Linked DNA regions of Mus musculus: regions 1, 3, 4, 5 and 6 are each linked to region 2. Evidence: chromatin contacts called from public HiChIP or PLAC-seq and Micro-C data. All regions are on one chromosome and are shown on one strand. The core of a region is the stretch at or near the end of the contact, and the rest is flanking DNA. Distances in the headings are between cores, read along the strand shown.

Evidence for each region. A called contact is a pair of places that touch in the nucleus more often than the background predicts. HiChIP or PLAC-seq counts read pairs in DNA pulled down with a chosen protein or histone mark.
Region 1: an H3K27ac HiChIP or PLAC-seq map of embryonic stem cells shows a contact between it and region 2, with 5 read pairs. The contact joins the enhancer-like site here to the promoter of 2900024J01Rik in region 2. A contact is called at or near these places in 3 of 484 Hi-C or Micro-C datasets (CD4 T cells, the N1E-115 cell line and memory CD8 T cells), 2 of 115 datasets of contacts at active chromatin or transcription factors (embryonic stem cells and pancreatic cancer cells) and 2 of 9 other capture datasets (adipose tissue and liver).
Region 3: a contact with region 2 is called in an H3K27ac HiChIP or PLAC-seq map of microglia, with 4 times the contacts expected there. The contact joins the enhancer-like site here to the promoter of 2900024J01Rik in region 2. A contact is called at or near these places in 9 of 484 Hi-C or Micro-C datasets (the N1E-115 cell line, adipose-derived mesenchymal stem cells, brown adipocytes and 6 more), 11 of 115 datasets of contacts at active chromatin or transcription factors (the 230-238 cell line, CD8 T cells, the HPC-7 cell line and 5 more) and 1 of 9 other capture datasets (embryonic stem cells).
Region 4: an H3K4me3 HiChIP or PLAC-seq map of bone marrow-derived macrophages shows a contact between it and region 2, with 4 times the contacts expected there. The contact joins the enhancer-like site here to the promoter of 2900024J01Rik in region 2. A contact is called at or near these places in 2 of 15 datasets of contacts at CTCF or cohesin (CD8 T cells and large pre-B cells), 44 of 484 Hi-C or Micro-C datasets (the G1E-ER4 cell line, the HL-1 cell line, Th1 cells and 17 more), 22 of 115 datasets of contacts at active chromatin or transcription factors (the 230-238 cell line, the HPC-7 cell line, the NIH/3T3 cell line and 10 more) and 1 of 9 other capture datasets (embryonic stem cells).
Region 5: a FOXA1 HiChIP or PLAC-seq map of pancreatic cancer cells shows a contact between it and region 2. The contact joins the promoter of Ephx1 here to the promoter of 2900024J01Rik in region 2. A contact is called at or near these places in 2 of 39 promoter capture datasets (pre-B cells and stem cell-derived epiblast-like cells), 1 of 484 Hi-C or Micro-C datasets (CD4 T cells), 2 of 115 datasets of contacts at active chromatin or transcription factors (embryonic stem cells and pancreatic cancer cells) and 1 of 9 other capture datasets (pancreatic islet).
Region 6: a contact with region 2 is called in a Micro-C map of embryonic stem cells, with 2.3 times the contacts expected there. The contact joins the enhancer-like site here to the promoter of 2900024J01Rik in region 2. A contact is called at or near these places in 1 of 15 datasets of contacts at CTCF or cohesin (large pre-B cells), 6 of 484 Hi-C or Micro-C datasets (B cells, the N1E-115 cell line, embryonic stem cells and 2 more), 4 of 115 datasets of contacts at active chromatin or transcription factors (embryonic stem cells, large pre-B cells, pancreatic cancer cells and 1 more) and 1 of 9 other capture datasets (adipose tissue).

Annotation. Positions count from the first base shown.
Region 1 is chr1:180,922,201-180,926,362 of GRCm38.p6, forward strand. Gm39715 (a long non-coding RNA gene) reads right to left here. Exons shown (of 3, transcript XR_865785.2): 2 at 729-885. Among named protein-coding and RNA genes, the nearest start is that of Lefty1, 11 kb to the right of the region's middle. Within about 2 kb of position 2,716, at least 17 of the 459 cell types and tissues checked have an H3K27ac peak or open chromatin away from gene starts, as enhancers often do. A contact at or near this core is called in embryonic stem cells, where this site is marked.
Region 2 is chr1:180,776,055-180,779,945 of GRCm38.p6, forward strand. It overlaps 2900024J01Rik (a long non-coding RNA gene), which reads left to right and starts at 1,907. Exons shown (of 3, transcript XR_373751.4): 1 at 1,907-2,005.
Region 3 is chr1:180,539,082-180,543,139 of GRCm38.p6, forward strand. The region is part of intron 3 of Gm31986 (a long non-coding RNA gene); the gene reads right to left. Among named protein-coding and RNA genes, the nearest start is that of Parp1, 28 kb to the right of the region's middle. Within about 2 kb of position 2,415, at least 86 of the 459 cell types and tissues checked have an H3K27ac peak or open chromatin away from gene starts, as enhancers often do. A contact at or near this core is called in the 230-238 cell line, CD8 T cells, the HPC-7 cell line and 3 more, where this site is marked.
Region 4 is chr1:180,614,373-180,618,747 of GRCm38.p6, forward strand. No RefSeq gene overlaps it. Among named protein-coding and RNA genes, the nearest start is that of Lin9, 25 kb to the right of the region's middle. Within about 2 kb of position 2,634, at least 7 of the 459 cell types and tissues checked have an H3K27ac peak or open chromatin away from gene starts, as enhancers often do. A contact at or near this core is called in the HPC-7 cell line and bone marrow-derived macrophages, where this site is marked.
Region 5 is chr1:181,015,454-181,019,704 of GRCm38.p6, forward strand. Ephx1 (epoxide hydrolase 1, microsomal) reads right to left here and starts at 2,116. Exons shown (of 9, transcript NM_010145.3): 1 at 1,974-2,116.
Region 6 is chr1:180,979,562-180,983,743 of GRCm38.p6, forward strand. No RefSeq gene overlaps it. Among named protein-coding and RNA genes, the nearest start is that of Ephx1, 36 kb to the right of the region's middle. Within about 2 kb of position 1,925, at least 24 of the 459 cell types and tissues checked have an H3K27ac peak or open chromatin away from gene starts, as enhancers often do. A contact at or near this core is called in embryonic stem cells and pancreatic cancer cells, where this site is marked.

The DNA.
Region 1 (4,162 bases), core at 1,466-3,965, 150 kb after region 2:
CCACAGAGCTGAGATCACAGGAGAGTGCTACTATAGTTAGCTTTTTAATTAGCTCTTTGTTCTTCTGAAGGAGAGAGGGCTTCAGAGCCAGGGCTGGCCTGGGAAAAGCATAGTGTTTGGAGGCGAAGGTAGATTATGGGCCCTCCATGCTTGCCTCCTGCCCAGACCTGCTGCCAATAGTGTGATGGGCTTTGCAGGCCCCACCTTCCCCGGCTGTGCTGCTAGACTGTGGACTAAGGCTTGCTGCTGGGTTCTCGCAGGCACCACCACCACCCGAAGCAGTTCCTCTTTCCCCAAGGCACAGCTGCTTCTCTGACCTCACTTCCACATCTGAGCTTTCATCTTCTACTGTAAAGATAAAAATACCCTCGCAGCCTCCCTGGTCCTGATGCTAGCCCAGCCTGTGGCTATCTAAAGTGAGTGTCTCTTGCATCTTCTCTTGGTTCTTTGTCCCTTTGGGCTTTGGGCTTCTCTCCCTCAAGGATCTAGCTACTAGTTATTTTTCCAGAGGCTTCCTTTGTCCTGATCATCAGCCCTGCTGTGTCCCATCCTGCTCTACTACTGATGTAGCCAAAGACACCCCTCTGTCCCCTCCCTGTCCAGCTGACCTCCCCAGGGCCCTGGGTGTGGTCCTCTGAGCATCCCCTGGCTCTGTAGGCTGGTCGCCTCACTCCTAGTCCTTTTCTGCATATCCCTATCCCTGCTCTGTGGGTGGGACCCCTTCTTACTTGGCCCATGCCCTGGGTCTAGAGGCCTGTAGCTGTGACTTGGGCCAGGAGAAAGAACTTCATGTAGGATCATCTTCTTGCCTTCTCTGCAGTAGCTTCTCTGCATCTGCCTCCTTGCTTGGACACATGGCAGTCTCTCCTCACTGTGGTGCAGTATCTGAAAAGTCCCATACCAGACCCCACATCAGCTGGATTTTCTTCTGTGTTATCTTCTATTTTCATCTCTTTTTCTTTTCTTTTTTCTTTTTTGAGATAGGGTTTCTCTGTGTAGCCCTGGCTGTCCTGGATCTCACTCTGTAGACCAGGTTGGCCTCAAACTAAGAAATCTGCCTGCCTCTGCCTCCTGAGTGCTGGGATGAAAGGCGTGCGCCACCAACGTCCGGCTTCTTTCTTTCTTTTTTAACAGTCTCATTCTGTAGCCCTGACTGGCCTAGAACTCATGTGTGACAGGTCTGCCCACCTCTGTATCTTGAGTGTCAAGATTAAAGGAGTGTGCTTCTACATCTGATTATTTTCTTGTTTTAAAAGGCTTATTTTTACAGGTCTAGACAATTATCTCAGTGGTTAAGAGCACTTACTGGCCTTGAAGAGGTGCAGTTCCCAGTACTCACATGGCAGCTTAAAACTATCCTTAACGTCAGACCCAAGAGATCCGTCTCCGTCTTCTGACCCCCATAGCCGCCAGTGACATAGTGGTACACATACATGCAAATATTTAGGCCTATGGTTTTTAAAAAATTACTTCTCTTATGTCTGTGAGTATACTGTCACTCTCTTCAGACACACCAGAAGACGGTATCAGATGGTTGGAAGCCACCATGTGCTTGCTGGGAATTGAAATCAGGACCTTTAGAAGAGTACTCAATGTTTTTAACTGCTGAACCATCTCTTCAGCCCAGTCCATGATTTTTTTTTTAAAGATAAGATCTTACAGGAGCTGGAGAGATGACTCAGTGGTTAAGAGCACTGGCTGCTCTTCCATAGGACATAGCTTCAACTCGTAGCACCCGTATATCAGCTCACAACTGTTTGTAACTCTGGTTCCAGGAGATCTGATGCCCTCACACAGATATACATGCAGGCAAACCATCAAAGCACATAAGATAAAAAAATAAAGGTAAGATCTTACCATGTAGCTCTGGCTGGCTTGGAAGTTCCTTGTAAATCCGACTGGCTTGAAACTCACAGAAATTCATCTGCCTTTGCCTCCCAAGTCCTGGGTTAAAACTTCTGCACTACTATGCTCATTTTATTTTGAATTTTGATACAAGGTCTCACTGTAGCCAGCTAAGGCTGGCCTCCAGTTCACTATGTAGCTAAAGATGGCCTTGGACTTCTGGTTCTCTTGCCTCTGCCTTCCAAGTGCTGGAATCGCAAGCCCATATCGCCATTCCCTGCTTCTATAATTAACTTTACAGACTTTACTTTTGGAGGGTTTCGACTAATGCAGCTCACTTTATAATAGAAGTTTTTCAAGGATTATCACTATTTTGGAGGTCGCCCAGCAAGGGATGGAGGGTCTCAAACAGAAAATGAGACCCAGTGAGACCATACTGTCTTGCGGGGGATATGAGGCAGGAAGGACCCCCAAAGGGCTCTAGGTTTGGAGGCCTCTCTGACTATAGAAGTTGGAAACAAGGAGGTAGGGGCAGAGAACATTTGAACATTTTTGGTTCTGGGGTCCAGAGGAGAAGCCAAGCTCAGCATAGAGAATACAGTCTCGGACAGGGCTCTTGTCATGATCTCCAGCTGTTGGCAATTGCTCAAACTAGGGTTGTGTGGCCTACGACTAAGGAGGTGGTGAGACACATCGCAGCATCGTTAAAGAAGGTGTAGCCAGCAGACAGGACAAATATCCCTTGGCAAACAGATCTCTTTTTCTGAATGTGGATTCTGGATTGTCTTTGGGGAAATACAGTAATTGACCAATCAGCCAGGGGGAAGTGAATGTGGATTGGGGATTTTGCACAATGGGCTTGATTAGGTGTCAGGTGGGAGGGAGACTGCCCTTTGTCATGTAGAAGGAGCTTGGCCTGCTAGCCTTGGGGATGAGGGTAGGTGGAACTTTGGTGGTCTTGGGGGATCAGACTAGAAGAGGGAGTTACCCTCTTGGTGAACCAAGTTTGTCACCCTGCAGGAGAGGGCAGGAGAACACTGACTAGTGCAGCCCTGGGCTGGGCTTGAGGTGGGTGCAGGGTAAGAGGTTTGACCCCATAATAGGTCAGGCTGCCAGTTGAGTGTCAAACGACAATATGAGGTCAGGCCTTTAGGGGTAGGTGTCAGCTAGCCAAGGTTCAGATGCAAAGGGGGACTGTGAGGCCAGGCAAGCTAAGGCCCAGGAGCAAACTCATTCAGGCAAGAGCCAGCAACTGAGGTCCCCTTCCCGGCACGGGTAGATACTTTGTTCCTGTTGGACAAATGTAGCAAGGCCAGCCAAGGTGCCTTAGAAAGGCCCAGCCCTAGCCCCACACGACTGAGCTCCTGACCCTAGCCCAGAGCACGGTACAAGCCATGTGGCCCTGTGAGCTCCTGACCCTAGCCCAGAGCACGGTACAAGCCATGTGAATCCTGAGTTTAGTTTTAGATGTGTGTGTCAGGAGGAGCCTTGGTACCTCTCTCCTCTTTTTTTTTTTTTTTTTTTTTTTTTTAAAGATTTATTTATTTATTATATGTAAGTACACTGTAGCTGTCTTCAGACACTCCAGAAGAGGGCGTCAGATCTCGTTACGGATGGTTGTAAGCCACCATGTGGTTGCTGGGATTTGAACTTCGGACCTTCGGAAGAGCAGTCGGGTGCTCTTACCCACTGAGCCATCTCACCAGCCCCACCTCTCTCCTCTTGTCAGGTGAGGCAATGAGAGGCAGGATTCTGTAAACAGGATGGGATGGAAGCCCAGCGATGCCATTAAGGCTCTTGTCTCACAGATATGGAAACTGAGGCACAGGCTGCTGATTAACACGTAGTCCCCTAGGTAGAACTAACTGGCCCTCGGTGAAATGTCACTGGGGAGAGTGAAGAAGATAGTGGGGCAGGGACACTGCAGAGTCACCTCTCCAACCCATGCACCTGTGTCCTTGTGGTGGCAGTGGCCTCCACAGGGTCACAATCAAGAAATAGTTGCTTAATTGATTGAAGAGAAAGACAGGCAGGAAGAGAAGCTGTAATGACCAGGGCTTCTAGGTTTTCCTGCAGAGGTCTTTCTCCCTCAATACCTTTTAATTGTGTGGGGTAGGGCAGGGAGGCAATAATATGACAGACAGACAGACAGACAGTGTACAGGGGATGGAATCAGCACCTTGAACATTCTGGGCAAGTTCCCTTCACCACAGAGCTATGTCCCAGCCCCTGTAAGAAGAAGTGGCTCTCCCGTGTGGACCCAGAGAAGATGGGGTCTCTAGTTGGCACGACTGAAGGAGGGGTCCTTTTGACTCCG
Region 2 (3,891 bases), core at 657-3,156:
TGGGGCCCTAAGAGAAAATCAGCAACCAAGTAGCAAGAAGACAAAAGAGAGTGAACAAGAAAAAAAAAAAAAAAGGTATGAAAATAGGCTTAGCTGCTTTGGGGTTTTCCTTTGTGTTTATTTTTAGCAAGGATTGTGTGCCTAGCTCTGCAGTAAAACAGCTGATGCTACCAATCTTTGTTCCAGGGATCTGCCCGAGGCAACCTCACAGGTTTCTGCAGCCCAAAGGGAAGGTGATGGGTTGCCTGGCCCACCCAAGCTGAATCCAGAGCATTAGTCTCACAGGACCTTTTCCCTCTCGTGGTACCTTCTGGGTATGGAGGAAACGAGAAGCCAAGTGCTTTGGACAAGGCTGGAAGCTGAAGAGGCAGCCCTGCTTGCGGGCTTAAGCTTCCAGAATGGATCTCCTGCTGGCGTCTGCAGGGAGAGGCTGAAATGCCCAGGAGAGATCTCCACATCAGGCATCCGGAGGAGGCAGAAGAGAGGCCACCACTGTTGGGTCTCACACTCCATTTTGGATTTGCCTTTGAGGATCCCCACCCCCGACTTCCCCAAGGGGAAGGGCTAAGGGAAAACTATTTAGTTGGTGAACCCTACCTTAAGACGCCAGATTCTGGCACAGTCCCCTGTCAAGCTAGTGCAAGCCATCTGGGAGAACCACATGGGCCCTGAGCTTCCAAGAGACCCTGAAGGCTGGAAGGCGGACATTAGGAAATAAATACTTTACCTCTGTCCTTCCGTGTCTCAATACTGGTGACTTGTGGGCACTGCCCTCCACGCAGAGCTGGACAGAGTCCCTGCACAGAATAGGCCTGGTCATCCTGAGCAAGAAGATTAACAGAGCGGGGCAGTGGTGGTGCACACCTTTAATCCCAGCACGTTGGGAGGCAGAGGCAGGCGGATTTCTGAGTTCGAGGCCAGCCTGGTCTACAGGGTGAATTCCAGGACAGCCAGGGCTACACAGAGAAACCCTGTCTCGGGAAAGAAGAAGGAGGAGGAGGAGGAGGAGGAGGAGGAGGAGGAGGAGGAGGAGGAGGAGGAGGAGGAGGAGGAAGATGATTACCAGAGCACCCTGCAGAGGACTCTAGAATTCTGAGGAAGAGACGGTGTGACACAGGGACTTTAATTCATACTCTGGACAGTTAACACTTGAGGTGTCCAGGGATCACCACTTCAGGGATGACTAAATTACTGCTTATCTACATAAACACCCAAAAGAGTCATAAATTAAGGTTCTTTTGCAAAGTGATTTATGTACCATATGTGACCTGAGAGAAAGAGTGATCTGGCTGGCACTTCTGGCCCAAGGAACTTCTGAAAATCCAGCGAGCTGTGGTCTGGGGCTGGAGCTGCCGGTCGTGTGGTTCCGGGGCCGCTACTGCAGGAAAACAGCTGTGCTTCTTTCTAAGAGATCCTGTTGTACACACCAGGCCTTGCACTGAGTAACAAAACAACACTACGACCTCTAATGTCTGTGTCTGTGACTGGAGACAGTCTTGCAAGGTGGTGGCGAGGAGGCCACAAGCTTTCGAATATCAAATTTCTGCTGCAGCGCCTTGCGGCTGTGAAACCATAGCAAGGTCAGAACCAGGGTCCCAACCTCTCCAGGGCCCCGAGGCTCATGGTCTCCCACTGCAGGAGCATACCTGCTTCCGGGACCAGCTTTCTTTTGGGGGAACGGCGCGGCCTAGCGGCCTCTGGTAACCGATGCAAGGATCCCTCTCTTCCCTCTCCCTTCCCCCTCCCGAGTCCCAGCTCTTGGTTTGCGCCTTGGCCTCGGGATCTTCCGGGTCCCACCGCGCGCTGCTCGCGGGCAAGCCGCTGGGCTCTGGCGCCTTGAGCATCCGAGCAGGTCCTGCCCCCGCCGTAGGCGTGGGGACCTAGAGCTGCCCTCCGCTCCTTGTCCCGGGCCAGAGGCGGACACTAGGCGGTAGAAGCAGCTGCAGGGTCTGCCCTGCCCCCGCCCCGCGCGGAGAGCTGCTGCCAGGAACAGCAATATTAATAGGTACAAACTTCCTGGAAAGATTTTCGTCTTCGCGGTAAATGACCCCTCCTTGTCTGCCGGGGCAGGCGACGGGGAAGCCTGGGACCCACAGGAGCCAGGGACATTTGGGACCCATGGAGCTGTGGCTCACGAGAGCTGAGGTTCATTGGTTGGGGACCCACTCGGTGGGCAGGTCACAGACACCGTAGGGCAGGGCTGGGCTCGCCTTGGTAAATTAGGCGTTGGAGCCGCGACGCCCGATTGCCATTCCTCGGGAGCGCGCACGCCCTGGGCCACCCCGCCCGTATGCAGCGGCCGTAGCTCCTCCTCCGGATCGGGCTTCGGGGACCTTTGGTCACTTAGGAGCACCCAAACAACTCTGCAGCTGGTGCCCATAGGTGCGCGTCATTCCTTTCTCTAGAATTACCTGGCCCAGAAGCAGTTGTAGCCAAAGCCACCTCTCTCTTTCCCAGTCGCCAAGAGAGGACGGATCAGGAAGCGTCCCACCGGCCGCTTGGGCGCTGTGTGGTCAGTCCATGCCTGCATCTTGCGGATAGTCAGGTCCCAGTGCCTCCGCAGGAGGCTCACTCCCCGTACGGTGGCTGGAGTTCCCAAACCCTTTTTTTTTTTTACAACTCTGGACAGGGCGCCTGTTCTAGATTGGTTGGAGGTGTTTTCCCACCTGAAAGTCATCATTCATTGAAAATATTTATTGAAGCCGATGTGGTGGGAAGCTTGTAATTCCAGCACTCTGGAGGCAGAGGGAAGAGGATCTCCCATAGGTAAAGTTAGCCAGGTACTGAGCCCTTGACTTAAACAAACAAATTATCGCTACAAAGCAAACACAAAAATCCTCTTTCCCAAAACTTGAAAAAAAAAAAAAAAAGACAGAATTGAAACATACATGTGGGCAGATGGCCATGGAAGCTCACGGGAGGAGAGGCAGGAAGAGGATGGAGCAGGACAGAGCTGTGTAGACGTGTTTAGTGTTGGGACTGGGTGGTTGGGAAAGAGCAAGCCAGCCTCACAGGCTCACTCCCAAAGATGAAGACTGGCCCTGCTGGTTCCACCGGTGGTGTGGGAGTCAGAACGGCAGTTTGGGGCATGCTGGGTTTGATGCACACATTGGACATCCAAGGGTAGGGCGGAACAGATACTGGTCAGACAGGTCTCCATGCGAGATGCGAGACAGGGGAAAACACCTGAAGGAACCACCAGCCAGCCACCTCTGCTTATGGAGTGCGTGACGGTACAGTATGCGTAGGTGTAGCTAGCTTGAAACTCTCTGTAGATCAGGCTGGCCTCGATGGAAAGATCAGCCTGCCTCAGTCTCCTGAGTTGCTGTCATCCCAGTCGGAACTAAAAAATTTAAATTTAACTAATTTAAATTGAAAACAGGTTATTGACTCAGTTATTTGAAAATCTTTATTCTGTCTGAAACAACTAGGGTATAGACATCTGTTTTTTCAATGGCTTTCACATTGGGTGGTTTATAGTCGCCTCTAAGTCCAGCTCCCTGGAGTCAGAAACTCATTTTATTTTATTTTATTTTATTTTATTTTATTTTATTTTAGTGTATGGGTGTGTTGCTCATGTGTCTGTACACTACATGCATGCCTACTGCCCAGGGAAGCTAAAGAGGGCATAGAATCCTCTGGGTCAGCTACTCGAAAATCTTCAACAAGTCCTCCTCCTCCTCCTACTCCTCCTCCTCCTCCTCTCCTTCCTGTTTGTTTTTGTTTTATTTTGAGGCGAGGAGGTCTTTTTATGTATCCCTACCTGATCTGGAACTCTGTATACCAGGCTAGCCTCAAACTCACAGAGATCCTCCTGCCTCTGCCTCCTGAGTGCTGGGATTGCGCTTCCTAAGAAGCCGGGATGGTCGGTGATGTGTTTCCAAGGCCTGG
Region 3 (4,058 bases), core at 1,165-3,664, 240 kb before region 2:
CCAGAAGATTAAATCTCTGAGTTCAAGGTCATCCCGGATTAAAGGTGTGGTGGAAAAAAGGGAGTCTCGCTCTTGTTTCTTTGCCTGCTTGCTGTGTGAGACTGAGTAACTGCTAGCTAGATCCTTGGACTTCTATTCACAGCTACTACTGAACCATTGTTGGGAATTGGCCTCAGACTGTAAGTCATCAATAAATTCCCTTACTATATAGAGACTACCCATAAGTTCTGTGACTCTAGAGAACCCTGACTAATACAAGTGTGTACACTTTCTTATTGTGGAACAATGATAGTTCGAGGCTGGGGAGATGGCTCTGTGGGTGAGGGCCCCTGTAGCATAAGCATGAGGACCTAAGTTCGAATCCTCAAAACAAGTGTCCTAGTTTGTTTCCCAATGCTTTGATAAAAGGATCAGAGGAAGAAAATGTTTGACTTACCACCTACATCATGATCCAACACTGAGGGAAGTCAAGGCAGGAATCTAAAACTAGAACCTGGAGGCAGGAACTAAAACAGAGACCATGGAGGAACGCTGCTTACTGGTTCACCCTGCCTCCTTCCTTACACAGCTCAGGACCCAGGAATGGCAGTGCTCACAGTGAACTGGGCCCTCTTATATCGATTAGTGATTACGAAAATGCCCCTTCCGAGATGCCCACAGGCCAGTCTGACAGAGGCAGCTCCTCAACTGAGATTCTGTCTTTCTAGATATGTCAAGTTGATAACTAAAGCTAAGTAGGACACCATGTTTTTAAAAAGCTGGACATGATGGGGGCTGGTGAGATGGCTCAGCGGTTAAGAGCGCCGACTGCTCTTCCAAAGGTCCTGAGTTCAAATCCCAGCAACCACATGGTGGCTCACAACCATCCATAATGAAATCTGATGCCCTCTTCTGGTGTGTCTGAAGACAGCTACAGTGTACTTACATATAATAAATAAATAAGAAAGAAAGGAAAGAAAGGAAAGAAAGGAAAGAAAGGAAAGAAAGGAAAGAAAGGAAAGAAAGGAAAGAAAGGAAGGAAGGAAGGAAGAAAGAGAGAAAGAAAGAAAGAAAGAAAGAAAGAAAGAAAGAAAGAAAGAAAGAAAGAAAGAAAGAAAAGAAAACAAAAGAAAAAGATCTGGGCAGTGGTGGTGCATGCCTTTAAAAAAAAAAAAGCTGGACATGGGAGACTACAAAGAAGCCTCAGCCCTCTTCCAGAGGGTCCAACTCTGGTTCCCATCTCCATGTCAGGTGAGCCTTAATTATGTAGCTCTAGATCCAGGGGCTTCAATGTATTCTTCTGACCTCTGCAGGAATCCACACACATGTGACATATATCCACACAAACACACATAAATACACATAAGTAAATAAAAATAAACCTTAAAAAAATCCAGGCATGATCATAAGTGCATATAATGCCAGTGTTGAGGACAGAGACAGACAGATCCCAGGAGTTCACCAGCCAGCAGTGAGTGGCAGGGTCAAGAGAGACCCAGTCTCCAGGGTAAGGCAGCAAACAATAGAACAAGTCACCTCATGTCCTTCTTTTGCCTTGACATGATGTGTGCATCTATACACACAATGTGCAGACAGACAGACACACACACACATACACACACACACATACACATACACACACACACTAGCTTTGTTTAAAAAATAAATTAAACCACACTGAAATACTCTTTACCTATCAGAATGACAGAATTCTAAACACTTGGTCACATAGCCTGTTGGTAAGCAAGGGAAACAGCGCTCTTGCTGCTTGTAATTTTGCTTGTGGTAATAAAAGCAGGTTGTTTATAGAAGACAATTTCCCAAATCAATCAAATCTGGAACTATGTGTTCCACTGACTTAGCAATTACATTTCTGGAATGTATGCTACAGGAATAGTGTTCACATGCAAAAAACAAATTATGTACAAGGTTTTCCATTGCAATACAGCAAAATTCTGGAAACAGCCTAAAGGCCCAACAGTCCTGCTTATTACATCCCTGTTGCTATAATAAATACCCTGACAAAAGCAGCTTAGGGAGAAAAGGTTGATTCTGGCTCATACTTTGAGGTTATAATCTATCATATAAGTATCAAAGGATCAATTTAGTGTATTTTTGTATTACATTTTGTTAGAATGTTTCACTTTTAAAGGGGGGGTGCCCATCTGAGGTCCCCACCAAGATGGTTTCCTCCAGGGAATTTCCTTGAAGGGCTCCCAGCCTAGGCTGCAGGTGCCTCAGAGCCCCAAGAAGCACAAGGAGGCTGCCAAGAAAGTACAAGCATGTGGCTCCCCAGAGAAACACTTCAATTCTCCTCAGCAAATGTCTCCTTGGGTTTTATGAAAACCTGCCTGCTTTTGACAGGCTAGGGCTGACCAAAGGAAGCTGCTACTCTCTAGGGCTTTGTCTCTGACAACAGATTCTCCCTGGGGACTTCCTGGAGAGCCCCTCTAGGGCACATAACAACCAGACTGCTTTCTAAATAGAGAGCTGATGTCTCTGGTTTCCCCTTCTTCCTGTTACTGCAAACAGGCTCGGTTCAGTCTGCGCCTTGGTCAGCTCCCCATTGTAAAGTCTGGGTTGCATTTACCATCCAAAGGACAAGCTCTTCCCTGTCCTCTCACTTTGTGTAGGCAGGAACAGAAGCCCCAAACTCACTCACTCCTAAGGACCCTCTGGAACCCTGCTTCCTGCCCCAAGTCCAATGTATAACAAAGCTCCCATCTCTGTCAGAGCTCCCGCTTGCCTCCGCTAAAAGGACATGCAGAAGTCTTAAGTTTCAGCTCCATCCAAGTACCACAGCCCAGAGGAGGATGTTCATACACTCAGCAAACCAGAAGAGATGTCCATCCCCACCAGACATAAGCCAACGGCTCCCAACCAAAGACTAATGTCCTTCCATGAGGAGAACCTAATTTGACTTCTCTCCTCGTTCAATGCTGTCTCCAGCAGGGACTCAGCCTTCATTAATATGTGTAGTCTGGAGCCCAGAGCTGCCTGCCAAGCCTCCAGCTAATTGGAAATTGACAGTCTCTGCCTGAGAGAAGACAGGCTCTTCCCATAGTCTCTGGGCCTCCGATTCCACACAGGCTGGAGTCTGCTGCCCAGATCGGGAGTGTTTTAGTCAGGCATTCCGTTGCTACAACAGATACCGGAGAAAATGACTTACAAGGAAGAAAAGATTGTTGCGGCTCATGGTTTCGGGGTTTTAGTTCAGGGTTACTGGGCTCTTAGCTTCTGGGCTCAGAGTGAGGCAGAACGTCCTGGTAGGATTTATAATGAAGTGGAGCAGCTTAGCTCATGGCAGAGAAGCAGAAACAGGAAAAGGGACAAGATATATCTTTCTAAGGCACTCCCTCAGTGGCTCACTTCCTCCAACTAGTTCTGTCTTCCTACTTTTTAATACCTCCTAATTATACTTCCACATTATGAATCCACCAAGAGATTGGTTAATTAGGCCAGAATCGTCACCATTCAAGAGCCTCCCCAAAACCTCTCATCCAGCCACCAAGGCCCCACCAAGTATATGCGCCTCGGGGAAGGCATTCAAAACACAACAGAGGGCGATCCCACTGTAGCCTACGGGACACCATGTGAACATGTGAACGTCTAGAACTTTAAGGCAGCATTACTGTTTTAACATTTCATTTATTGGGGTGGGGGCTCATCATGTACACACACAGAGGTCAGAGGACACTGTGTGGGGAGTCAGTTCTCTCCTTCCACAGTGTGGGCCCCAGGGATCAAACTCAAGTCATCTCTTAATAGCAAGAGCCTTTACCCATTGAGCCGTCTTGTCAGCCCAACTCTAAATTCTTAACCAGGAAGCTAGGGTGATGATTCAGTCATTAGAGTAGCTGCTGCGGTGTAAGTGTAAGGACCTGAGTTATAGAAGCTGGGGGCAATGGCACAGATCTATAACTCTGCTGCTGGGGAGATTGGCTCCAGGGGTCTCTCAAGCTCACTGGGCAGGCAGCATGACTGGATTAGTGAGCTCCAGGCTCAGTGAGAGATCCTGTCTCATATAAAGATAAACAATGATCAAAAAAAAAAAAAAAAAAAGACAAGAAAATTCAGCC
Region 4 (4,375 bases), core at 1,384-3,883, 160 kb before region 2:
ATGTTTGCCTCTCCGTTAACCGGAGAAAAAGCCTCACATGTGATTCAACATTGTCTTGAGGCATGGAGTGCTTGGGGGAAACCCAGACTCCTTAAGACTGATAATGGACCAGCTTATACGTCTCAAAAATTTCAACAGTTCTGCCGTCAGATGGACGTGACCCACCTGACTGGACTTCCATACAACCCTCAAGGACAGGGTATTGTTGAGCGTGCGCATCGCACCCTCAAAGCCTATCTTATAAAGCAAAAGAGGGGAATTAAAGAGATTTTACCCCGAGCACCAAGAGTGTCTGTGTCTATGGCACTCTTTACACTCAATTTTTTAAATATTGATGCTCATGGCCATACTGCGGCTAAACGTCATTGTTCAGAGCCAGATAGGCCCAATGAGATGGTTAAATGGAAAAATGTCCTTGATAATAAATGGTATGGCCCGGATCCTATTTTGATAAGATCCAGGGGAGCGGTCTGTGTTTTCCCACAGAATGAAGACAACCCATTTTAGATACCAGAAAGACTCACCCGAAAAATCCAGACTGACCAAGGGAATACTAATGTCCCTCGTCTTGGTGATGTCCAGGGCGTCAATAATAAAAAGAGAGCAGCGTTGGGGGATAATGTCGACATTTCCACTCCCAATGACGGTGATGTATAATGCTCAAGTATTCTCCTGCTTTTTTACCACTAACTAGAAACTGGGTTTGGCCTTAATTCAGACAGCCTTGGCTCTGTCTGGACAGGTCCAGACGACTGACACCATTAACACTTTGTCAGCCTCGGTGACTACAGTCATAGATAAACAGGCCTCAACTAATGTCTAGATACAGAGAGGTCTCATGCTGGTTAATCAACTCATAGATCTTGTCCAGAAACAACTAGATGTATTATAACAAATAACTCAGCTGGGATGTGAACAAAAGTTTCCGGGATTGTGTGTTACTTCCATTCAGTATGAGAAATTTACTAGGACAGCTAATTTGTCAAAAAGTCTTTTTCAGTATATGTTACAAAATTGGATGGCTAAATTTGAACAGATCCTTCGGAAATTGAGACTTCAGGTCAACTCCACGCGCTTGGACCTGTCCCTGACCAAAAGATTACCCAATTGGATCTCCTCAGCATTTTCTTTCTTTAAAGAATGGGTGGGATTGATATTATTTGGAGATACACTTTGCTGTGGATTAGTGTTGCTTCTTTGGTTGGTCTGTAAGCTTAAGGCCTAAACTAGGAGAGACAAGGTGGTTATTGCCCAGGCGCTTGCAGCTCTAGAACATGGTGCTCCCCCTGATATATGGTTATCTATGCTTAGGCAATAGGTCGCTGGCCACTCAGCTCTTACATCTCACGAGGCTAGTCTCATTGCACGAGATAGAGTGAGTGTGCTTCAGCAGCCCGAGAGAGTTGCACGGCTAAGCACTGCAGTAGAAAGGCTCTGCGGCATATATGAGCCTATTCTAGGGAGACATGTCATCTTTCAAAAAGGTTGAGTGTCCAAGTGTCCTTCTCTCCAGGCAAAACGACACGGGAGCAGGTCAGGGTTGCTCTGGGTAAAAGCCTGTGAGCCTAAGAGCTAATCCTGTACATGGCTCCTTTACCTACACACTGGGGATTTGACCTCTATCTCCACTCTCATTAATATGGGTGGCCTATTTGCTCTTATTAAAAGGAAAGGGGGAGATGTTGGGAGCCGCCCCCACATTCGCCGTCACAAGATGGCGCTGACATCCTGTGTTCTAAGTGGTAAACAAATAATCTGCGCATGTGCCAAGGGTATTTTATGACTACTTGTACTCTACCTTTCCCGTGAACGTCAGCTCGGCCATGGGCTGCAGCCAATCAGGGAGTGATGCGTCCTAAGCGAAGAATAACTCCTCCTTAAAGGGGACGGGGTTTTCCGCCATTCTCTTACTCGCTGGCATCTCTCTGGCTCTGCGCGCCCTGCGCTCTCTCGCTGCCTAAAGATGTAAACAATAGAGCGCGCTCTGCACTTTGGCGCGCCGGAGCTCTGGCTCCTAAAGATGTATATAGAAGGGGCTTTCGTTTTTGGGGCTGGGCGCTGGGCGCTTGCCCTCCTGGCTCCCAAAGATGTAAGCAATAAAGTTTTGCCGCAGAAGATTCTGGTCTGTTGCGTCTTTCCTGGCCGGGCGTGAGAACGCTATTAAGACCTGGTCTTAGTCTCTATGGGCACTGGGCACGCCTTGTTCCTGGTCTAGTATAATCACTGTTGTCAAGACAAAGGGATGCACACTTTTCTGCCCAAATCACTTGCAGAAGAGAGTATCATTCCTGACTGGGAAGTTCTATCTTCCAGGGCAAAGTCCAGTTAGCCAGAGGTGGACTCCTTGGAGGAGCCCGTGAGCCGGCGAGCCCTGTGGCTGATGAAAGGTTAAGTGTGGAAGAATCATGCAAGGGGTCTGCCCTGGGTTCTGGAAGGGAACACCGTGCCCACGCTTGGTCTGACTTTACAGCCCGCTCTTTGGGACAGTTAGCAGGAAAACTCATTTACTTGCTTTTCAAAGCAGAAAGAAGAAGAAAAAAAAAAAAAAAAAAAAAGAGGAAGGAAGCCTGGGCCTGACTCCTCAGTCTTCCAGGGGCAGCTCAGAGAAAGGCTGGCTCAGTACCCTCTCCAGTATTCAAAGGACTGCCTGAGCAGGGGGAAGTCCAGGAGGTCCCTAGCCTACCATGTTCACATTACAAATCTTTCATCTTCCATGAGCCCAAGATGGTTCACTTACAGCCCAGATCTTCTCTCTAGGCTATTGTTAAATGCTCTTCACTTACCTTTGCCTGGTGCACGACTCTGCACCTCGCCTTGCCAACCTAGTCCTGGCCTTTTCCATCAGGATGCTGCGTGATGCCTGTGGGGTAAAAGGTCCAAGCCTACTTCCAGGTTTGAAAACCTATCAACCCCTACCAATCGCTGAGCTCAAGATTCCACCAATCCCTGGGTTTGGCTTGAAATCTCATCCAATCCCCACCCTGGAAATCTCCATCCTGGAAAACTCCACCCCCAAGAAACCCTATATAAACCCTGCCTCCCGCTCAGTTCCCTGTGGCTTCTCACCTGAGCTGAGGACTCCACCCACTTGCGTCTTAATAAGTCTCTTGAGTGAGGTTTGTTGTGTGGCGTGACTTTTCAGTATGTGGTAATCCTTGGCTCCTGACGGCCTTGATACCTTTCCTCTTGGAGCTGTAACACTTACACAGGGGAAACCTCTCCCCTCAGAACTGTAACACTTCCTCCGGGGAAGCCTTCTCCTCAGCGTTATAACACATACATTGAGGGTTTTCCCTCTGAATTGCCTACACTACATTTCAGGGTTGGAGTAGAGGTCAGACCTCACTGTTAATTTCCCACAGCACCTTCCTGCCACAAGCACTGTTTGGTTTGTTTGTTTGGTTGGTTGGTTGGTTTTTGTTTTGTTTTGTTTTGTTTTGTTTTCGAGACAGGGTTTCTTTGTGTAGCCCTGGCTGTCCTGGCACTCATTTTGTAGAACAGACTGGCCTCGAACTCAGAAATCTGCCTGCCTCTGCCTCCCAAGTGCTGGGATCAAAGGCGTGCGCCACCACGCCCGGCTTACAAGCACTGTTATCACCCATTCTGCAATAGTGTCAGGGACAAGGCCCCTACTCTACCCTGTCTGGACCCTCTCTTTTATTCTCTTTGGAAAGTGTTTTTTTTAAGATTTATTTATTTATTATATGTAAGTACACTGTAGCTGTCTTCAGACACTCCAGAAGAGGGCATCAGACTTCGTTCGGATGGTTGTGAGCCACCATGTGGTTGCTGGGATTTGAACTCTGGACCTTCGGAAGAACAGTCGGCGCTCTTAACCACTGACCATCTCGCCAGCCCTCTTTTATTCTCTTTAGACTTCTTTTTCTATTTTATTTTATGTGTATGAATGTTTTGCCTGCATGTGTGTATATGCATTACGTGTGTCCCTGGTGTCACCAAAGGTCAGAAGAGGGCATCAGACTGGGCAGTGATGGCCATGCCTTTAATCCCAGCACCCGGGAGGCAGAGGCTGGGGGATCTCTGTGAGTTTCAGTGCCAGCCTAGTCTATATAGTAAGTTCCAGGACGGCCATGGTTACACAGAGAAATCCAGTCTGAACTCTCCACCCCCACCAAGAAAATGAAAGGGCTTGAGATTCCCCCAGAACTGGAGTCGTGGATGACTGAGCCAAGGTGCTGAGTTATCTCTCTTCACACCAAAATGGAGTCACAGCTGCTTGTAAAATGGATCCTCTTAGGATAAGGCACAGCCTGAAAAAACACCATTTTTACACAATATGTAGTAACAGGGTAGAGCGCATTGTGATCTCAACACTGAAGGCCTTGCTTGGTATTCGAGTGCCTCTGTTGACACA
Region 5 (4,251 bases), core at 866-3,365, 240 kb after region 2:
GCAGGAGAAGGTTCCTGGCTGAGGCTGGGCTCCCTCTTGGACATCCTTTCCCAGTCTTATCAACACAGCTCCCTGGTGACTCCACCATGATACTAGCTTGGCCTGAAGACCCCCTGCAGGTAACCCCAAAAGGCCAGTGGCACTGACTAGTGGCTCTCCTGCCTCCAATCTTATTCTCTGTTGTCCCTCATCCCTCCAGCCAGGCTGTGTTCCCATACTCTGAGGTCTTAAAACAAGAACCAGGAAGTGGAACTTGGGCCTCTGCCCTTCAAATACTTGATCCAGGGCCAGGATCCCAGGGGAAACAAAAAACAAAAAGGGTGGAGGCACCAGATCAGTAGGGCTATGCCTGGGCATGCTGGAGCTGCTGGGCATGGAGGAGAGACACTACTCATCCTTACAGGGCTTTTTGTGGGTACCACTGTGCTCTAGTTGGGCTCTGGGCAGAAACTGGACCCCAGGGGTCTGGTGGAGGCTCTCACCCTTTCACTAAAAATCCCTCCCTCTGTTCCCCATGCATTTCCCTCTCAGTTCATCTGGGCAGCAGGTGTGTAAGGCACAGCCAAAGGCTGGTGCAGTCACACCAGATAACATGGGGATTAGGGATGGTGCTGAAGGTCACCCAGCTGACTCCAGGAGCACCCGAGGGTCTAGGGAAATCTTGTTTTCTTGGTCGGAGGGGCAGCTGAAAGCTTGGAGCCTCCTCACTGACTCTGGTCTCTCTTCCAGAGGGCAACTGAGGACATAAAAGCCACCCACAGCAGGCGCACCTCTGCCTCAGGGCCTTTGCATGTTCTCCTCAGCCTTGTGCAGCTGGATACTGAGTAGTGAGGCGCACTCCTGACCCTCCTGACCCTCTGGAGTGTGAAAGTGTGGCCTCTTCCTCTCTAGTCAACAGTCCTGCTCCCTCTTTATGACCTCCTATTTCCTACAGCTCACAAATATAATTTATATTTTACAAAGATATGTTTATTTATTATGTGGTGTTGGGGATCTGACCCAGGACCTTGAATTTTGTTTGTTGTCTGCATTCAAAAGCTCCCAGAGCCCATGAGAACACATTCCCTGCTATCCCCAGGGTGGGTGGGTGGGGGGCAGTGTCTGAACAGTCAGTCCGTGTCGTTGAGCACGGTTGCACTGAACATACTTCTTTAGGGACACAGGAAGCCCTCACGTGGCCCGCCTGGTGTGGGTATTAGGGAATGGAAAGTCTTTGCTGAACACGCCCACGTTTTTGTTCCACCCTTCCCCCCAGCCCCCTCAGCTTCAAGTCTTGTGTGAAGTCAGACCACGCACAGCCAGTGAAAGCCTCCACTTGAGGGAGGAAGTCACTGTCACAGTAAAAACAATGTGAGCCTCTGGGGCTCTGCGACTTTAAAAAAAAGATCAGGCCGAAATCGGAGGCAGAGAAGCAAATGTCGCAGATGTCCATCTCTACAATCCTGCCAGCAGCACAGAATGCCAGCAAAGGCACAGCCCTACTGTCAACGCGCATGCATACATACCGGATCCCTCCACCTCCCTCCTGATCCCGCCAACCAGATGCCAGAAAGGCTATCCAGACTTCTGGCCGCCGGAAGTTTAAATGACGGGAGGTGCAGACTGGAGAAGTTAAAATTAAGAGTCACTTGGACGGCGCCCTCAGCTACCTGGATTGGCTCAGGTGCCTGGGCAAGTAGCAAGCCTGGAACCCAAGGGACAAACATGCATGGGGGGGCGGGCGGGCGGGGAAACCAGGGGGCTGAGGAGCCAGCATCGCTGTCAGGCGCAGCACCCACCCCTTGCTTCCGAAGCGCAAGCAAGGGGTTGACGCCCCTGGAAGAGGATGGAGCATCAGATGCAGGACTAAGAAGCATGGCCTATTGCACGCCTGGATCGGTCTTAGGATAAGGGGAAGCGCATTTAGCTGCGGGAGATACGCGAAGCCCTCGCAACTCTCACGCTGGAGTGCCGCTGCTGTCCCCGGAGCTTACTGTCAGGGTCGCTCTCGGGTTCCTACTCCCGCGGCGGCTGGTGTGCAGTTCCTCCACTCTCAAACTCCTCTTGAGCCTCTTTGCCTGCTGCTGAGCTGGTGACACCAGCTGCCTGTTAGCCCCGCCCCCACTAGCCCCGCCCAGGCCTTGGCCCCACCCCCGAGTTGGCTGGTTGGCCAAGGCTAGCTGAGCATCTAGCTAAGGTGTTTCACCTATTCTGGCAAAGTCTGCTGTTCTGAACAGGGTATTGGCAGTTTAAACTCTGCAGTCTGTGGACTCTACACACAAGAGCCCAAGCTGGCCTGGTGCTACAGCCTTCCTCTCACCTTCCTAGCAGTTCGTTGTAACCATTTTATAAGCGAACCAGTCAGTGAGCAAACATCTGGGGATAAAGCTTGAGGGTAGAGTGTCTCGCGTGGGCAAGGCGCTGGAGTTCATTCCCAGAACCACAAATAAAATAGTGAAGTGTGGAATGAACACACAAACCTGAAGTTTGTCGTTAAGTGCACCCTGTGAGGCTGGCTGATCTGAAGCCCAGGAGGCATGGACACCAAGCAGAGGCCAGCACAGGGAGGAGGGAGAGAGCGCTGCCTAGCCAGCAAGCAGGAGTAGGACAACCACAGTTCCTGGCACCCTTGGGGCTAACCTGCTCTCCATTAGCCAGCCTGCCCAGTGCCCTGTCTTTACCCCCGCGGCCCTCCTAAGACTCGCCTAGAACCTTCTCAGGCTTCAGCAGCCACACAGACAAGATGACCAGGCACACCACTGTGAGGGCCTAGCAGTGCCTGCCGCGGGGTCCAGGTTTATCATCCTACACACATGTGAAGCGTAGGGATCCTATTTTCACCTCTCACCTCTGATCTCCAGCCTCCTTCGCTGCTCATCATGGCCCAAACCCTCTCCGTTCTAACGGAGAGCCGGTTTCTCTCCAGTGAACACATTCAACTCATTCCTGCCTCCGTGGAACTCCTGGATAGTGTGTCCTCAATCCTCTCTGGGAACCTGGGATTTCCAGGTACTGCAGCTCCTTCCCCTCCCCAGCACACCGTTTGCACACCTGCCGTCCTCCTCTGCAGTGTATAGTCCAGGCTTGTTTCATAGCGCCCTCTAAACTGTTCCCACAGGAGCGCTGCCTCCAGCCATTCAGCAAAGCAGTAAACGTATTGTTCTTAACAAAGTGTAGATGGAAACATTCTAATGTGCTGGGCAATGGTGGCTACACCTTTATTCCCAGCATTCCTTGAGTAGGAGCCAGAGGCAGGCAGATCTTTGACTATGATGCCAGCCTGGTCTACAGAGAAAGTTCCAGGACAGCCAGGGTCACACAGAGAAACCCTGTCTTGAAAAAGAAAGAAAGGGGCTGGTGAGATGGCTCAGAGGTTAAGAGCACCGACTGCTCTTCGGAAGGTCCTGAGTTCAAATCCCAGCAACCACATGGTGGCTCACAACCATCTGTAATGGGATCTGATGCCCTCTTCTGGTGTGTCTGAAGACAGCTACAGTACTTACATATAACAATAAATAAAAAAAATTACATTGTCTCAAAAAATAAGAAAATAACTAAAAATAAAAAAAAAAGAAAGAAAGAAGAAAAGAAAAGAAAAGAAAAGAAAAGACAAAACCATAACACTAGTTGCTGGTGATGGATGTATCATCCTGTGAATGTGATAAACCTACTTGTCTTAGTTAGGTCTCCTACTGCTAAGATAAAATATCGTGATCAAAGCAGCACAGGGAAGAAGGGATTGGTTTCAGCTGGAAACTCAGACACACTCCATCCCTGAGGGAAGTCAGGACAGAAACTCAGGACAGGAACCTGAAGGCAGGAACTGGACCAGAGGGCACTGTTTCTGGCTTGCTCTTTATGGCTTGCTCAGCCTGCTTCCTTACACAGCTAAGGACACATCTGTCCAGATGGCTGGTGGGCTGGGTCCACTCATATCCATCAATCACTAATTAACAAAATGTTCCACGTTAGCATTTTTTCTAGGCTCTGCCCCACAGTTACCTGGCAACAACCAGGTATGCCTGACTCAGTATCAAAGAGGCTGTCTGGCCCCTCCTCACCCTCTTACTCCTTTACCCTCTTACCTAATCTGTCCCTTCTCTCCCCATTCCCTTCCCCTTCCCACGTGCTCATGGCCGCCCTCTACTCCTCTCCTTTCTCTCTGTCTCTCTCTGCCTTCCTCTCTTTCTACTCCCTCAATTCCCCTCCCCATGCCTTAAATAAACTCTCTTCTATCCTATACCTGTCGTGTGGCTGGTCCCTCAGCATGGT
Region 6 (4,182 bases), core at 675-3,174, 200 kb after region 2:
CTGCAGGCATTGGTGCCAGGAGCGTGCCAAGTCCTTGCCAGGCACCCAGTGGGGTTCATGGATCCTGCTGAGTAAGCAGACTCAGGGCGAGGACTTGTCCAGGCTCTTGGTGACCTCCCCAAAGGAATGGTTTTGCCACCTGTCCTTGATCTGTGATCCTGTGACCTGCTCAGGCCTCTGCACAAGTCAAACTCGACTTGCATTTAAATGGCTTTTTGTCGTGTCCGGCCAGCAGATCACAGGTCTGGGTTCGAGCCTGGAAAGGCATTTTGGAAACCTGGAAGAGAAGAGGGACTAGGCGACGAGAGAAAGAAATGTAGCTAAGTCAAAGCAGATTCTGATCAAAGCTCAATTTTTTATTTCCGACACTCAGTTATGAAGGAGGGGGAGGGACCCGATTCCCGCCAAAGAATCTTGGAGTAAGGTTGCAAGTGAACACGTGATGGCTTCGGAACAGCAAAGCGGGCTCCAGCAGTGGGTGTGGCAGAACGATTGAGCGGCTAGCTCCATCCAGGTGTAAATAGTGGAACCATTAAGGCTGGGGGAGGGGAGGCTACAGCTTTTCTCTATGCCTCGGTCCCTTCGCCCACCCGGTAGACGCTTGCTCACTAGCTCTTCAGGGCCCAAGGTGCACATTCGGGGTCATTTTCCCTCTAGACAAAGCAGATGCTTTCTCTGGCACAGGCCTCTGTACACATCGTTAGGGCTTGTTCATCTCACACCCGTTTCTTCAAAGCTATCCAGCTGTTGTGGGTGCTGAGCTGAGAGCAGTGACAGAACAGTGTTCCTGTCCTGTTTCACTCTCTCTTCCTGCCCACAGCTCTGAGATTGGTGCTTTCTATGTCACCAAACAGGGAAAGAAGGCACAGCCCTGGGACTGGGGGTCAGAGCAAAAGCCTGCGCCAGGCTTAGGAACAGGACTCAAACTCTGTGCGTGGTGCAGCTTCTAGAACCACAGAGAAGGGATGGCTCCCAGCCTTTCCCTCATCTCTCTCCAACTGGCCCTGCAATCCTAACCTACAAGTCTGTACAGGGCCTGGGGGAGAGGCTCTGCTCTTCTGCAATGAAGGTTGCTCACTGTCCTGGAGATTCCCTGACTGTAGGGGGAGCTGCTGAGTTTTGAATCCTCTGTGTCACTAACCTGAACCAGACACTTGTCCTGTAGGTATCTCCACCTCTCTGTTCTCCACACAGGGTGCCCCTGGTGACAGGTAGGGTGGCAGCCTCAAGTGTGGTCCTGAGTAGAGAGGTACGGAGGCACCCACATGGCAAGATAGTTTAAGTTACATGAGCTAGCTGGGAGACTGCCCCAGCCAAAGGCCTAAGCTTTAAACTGTAAGAGAAGTCTCATGTAATTCTTAATATCAGAGGCTGGGTTTGTGTAGGGGCCGTGGGAACTTGGGGAGCAAGCGCCCTGGCTGCAGGGCAGGTTCATGCAGTTCACTCAGCCTGAAGCTCAACACATAGCAGAACCTGTTTCCAGAAGGTGAGACTATGTCCCCTCAGCTCCTGTCACGGTCCCCAGTGCCTGCACTACAGCCAGCACAGACAGCCACTGTCATTTCAGACCCAGCTCTCAGGTCCTGGAAGCAACCAAGAACAGCTCTGCATGACATCATCAGGAGAGTAGCAAGTAGGAGCATCAGGAAAGATGGCCAACCTGCCCAGGGAACTAGAAAATCAGCCCCTACCTGGCTGCTGCAGGGAGAGACCGAAACACTGCTGTTGTTTTTCTTGGGGACACAAACCAGGCCTTTCCCCTTTCCTGGGCATAATTATCCCAGCATGCTCTGCTGTGCACCATGGCTCAGTGCTGGCACCTTGAGCCTTCTTGAAGCAGCAGGCCCATGGGGCTCTGTACACAATAGCATCCAGAGCCCTTGGGAGAGTCAGGACAGACTGAGCACGAGTCCCCACCCCTCTCCCTTTGTACACTGCACAGTCCCAATGACTCAGCTAATCTGCTGTGTGCACATGGCAGTCACACTCTGGACTTCAGACAGCAAACTGAACCGCAGTGACCCAGAGACCAGATACAGAGATCATTGCTGAAGCCCCATCTAAAGAAAGGGCATCCAGGGTGTGAGGATGGCCCATGCCAGCTTTGCCCAGTGGTCTCCTTTTGTGTGGAGCTTTGGTTATGTGTGGGAAAACTGCAACCTGAAACTTCAGAAATCATTTATCATTTAAAACTGTGTGCCATTCAGAATGTCACGATAGCATGTCCTGCCCTCCCCCGCCCCCCACATCATAAGCTACTCCTTAGTCCACTGCGTCAAACTGTATATACTAGGTGCCTGTTAGTCACCTAGCAGTGCTCAGCTGTGAGGCAATTATCACAGTACCTCAGAGCTGTGTCTAAGCCTGACTCCATTTAATAATAGACCCAAAGCTCAGGTCCAGCGCTGCCAGCAACACTGTACAGAAGAGAGTGCTAACACTCAACGGAATCATTAGTTGTTACTAATGTCTCCCTAAGTCTCATCATGAGTAGCTTCATCGTGAGTGTGCATACATGGTTCAACATAGTATATTCTAATACTCTCCTCAGTTTGAGGCTGCCATGGGGTGATGTTTCTTGGAAAGTACCATCTTCAATAAGCCCCAGTGAAGCTAGAGTGGAGGGCAAGGTAACAGATCTAGTGTGAAAACTCAATTTCTTCTCTATGTTCTAATTAAGATGAGAATATTAGTACTTCACTCAAGGACGGGCCCTTGAGACTCATGATCTCAGACTACAGAGCAGGTTTGACTATAGTGTGTTAGTTCAGCAACCTCCACTCCTTATTTTACAGCAGGTAGTAAGCGGTATTCTAGATTATCTTGGAAGAGGAGCCAGTGTTGACCTGCTGGAGGCTGGGTCTCAAAGGTGTGATAGTCAGCAATGCATGCAGATTCATGAAGAAGCTGTAATTTATGGAACTGAATATTCTTTAACAGCCCAGGAAACAACAGTCAAAACTGACAAGGGATCTTTATACACTGTGGACTGAAATGTGAACTAATGCAGCCACCATGGAAGTCAGTATGAAGAAAATTTCCTCAAAAAAAACTAAAATATGACTTAGCCAAATCATTGGATATAAGCATAGAGAAACATTAGTTTTTTTTGGCTGTCACAGAGACAGCCAAGGCTACACAGAGAAAGCCTGTCTAAACAAAGAGCAGGGGGGAGGAAGAAGAGGAAGAGAAGAAGAGGGAGAAGAAGATGAGGAGGAGGAAGAGGAGGAGGAGGAGCTATTAGTGGAAGGCACCAGAAGGGGAAAGAAGTGTGGGAGTGGCCACCTTTAAGCCCAGTCTGGATCCTACAGCAACAGCAGAAAAGGTCGTTCCAGATGATAAAAATTCACAAAGGCCTGAGAAATTAGAATGGCAGCCCATAGAGATGCAATATTCTGAGTTAAGAATCTGGATTCTCCTTAAAGATGCTTTAGAACAATGTCATATAATAGATTATATGTTTCATTTTATAGACTTTGGAGAATTAAGACATATGTCTTGGTTAATAAATCATACTGCAAGTGTGCTTTGGCTGTGAAGGCTTGAATGGTTCTTTGTGTCCTGCTTTGAGTGCTGCTGTTGGGTGCTATGAAATGACCTTAAGCAAGCTCTGAAGTTGAGACACGCACTGTTGGGTGCTGTGAAGTGACCTTAAGCAAGCATGATCACATGTTAAAAAGTTCATCAAAAGTTCACATGTGATCCTTTCAGTTTCCATCTGCGCCTGGAGCTTACCCTGTGCCACAGCTCTCCATACCCAAATCCCACAGGGAGAGAGCTGGTCTTTCAAGAGTGCTGACACACAGGCTTGCAAGGAGGGACAAGCCACAGTCAGAGACAGCAAGACAAGCTAACAGCAGAGACAACCAGATGGTGAGAAGCAAGGGCAAGAACATAAACAAGAGAAACCAAGTCTACTTGGCATCATCAGAACCCAGTTCTCCCACCACAGCAAGCCCTGGATACCCCAACACACCAGAAAAGCAAGACTCTGATTTAAAAATCATACCTCATGATGATGATAGAGGACTTTAAGAAGGACATAAATAACCCCTTTAAAGAAATACAAGAGAACACAGGTAAACAGGTAGAAAACAAAACAAAACAAAACAAAAAATCCCTTAAAGAATTAGAGGAAAACACAACCAAACAGGTGAAGGAATTGAACAAAACCATCCAGGA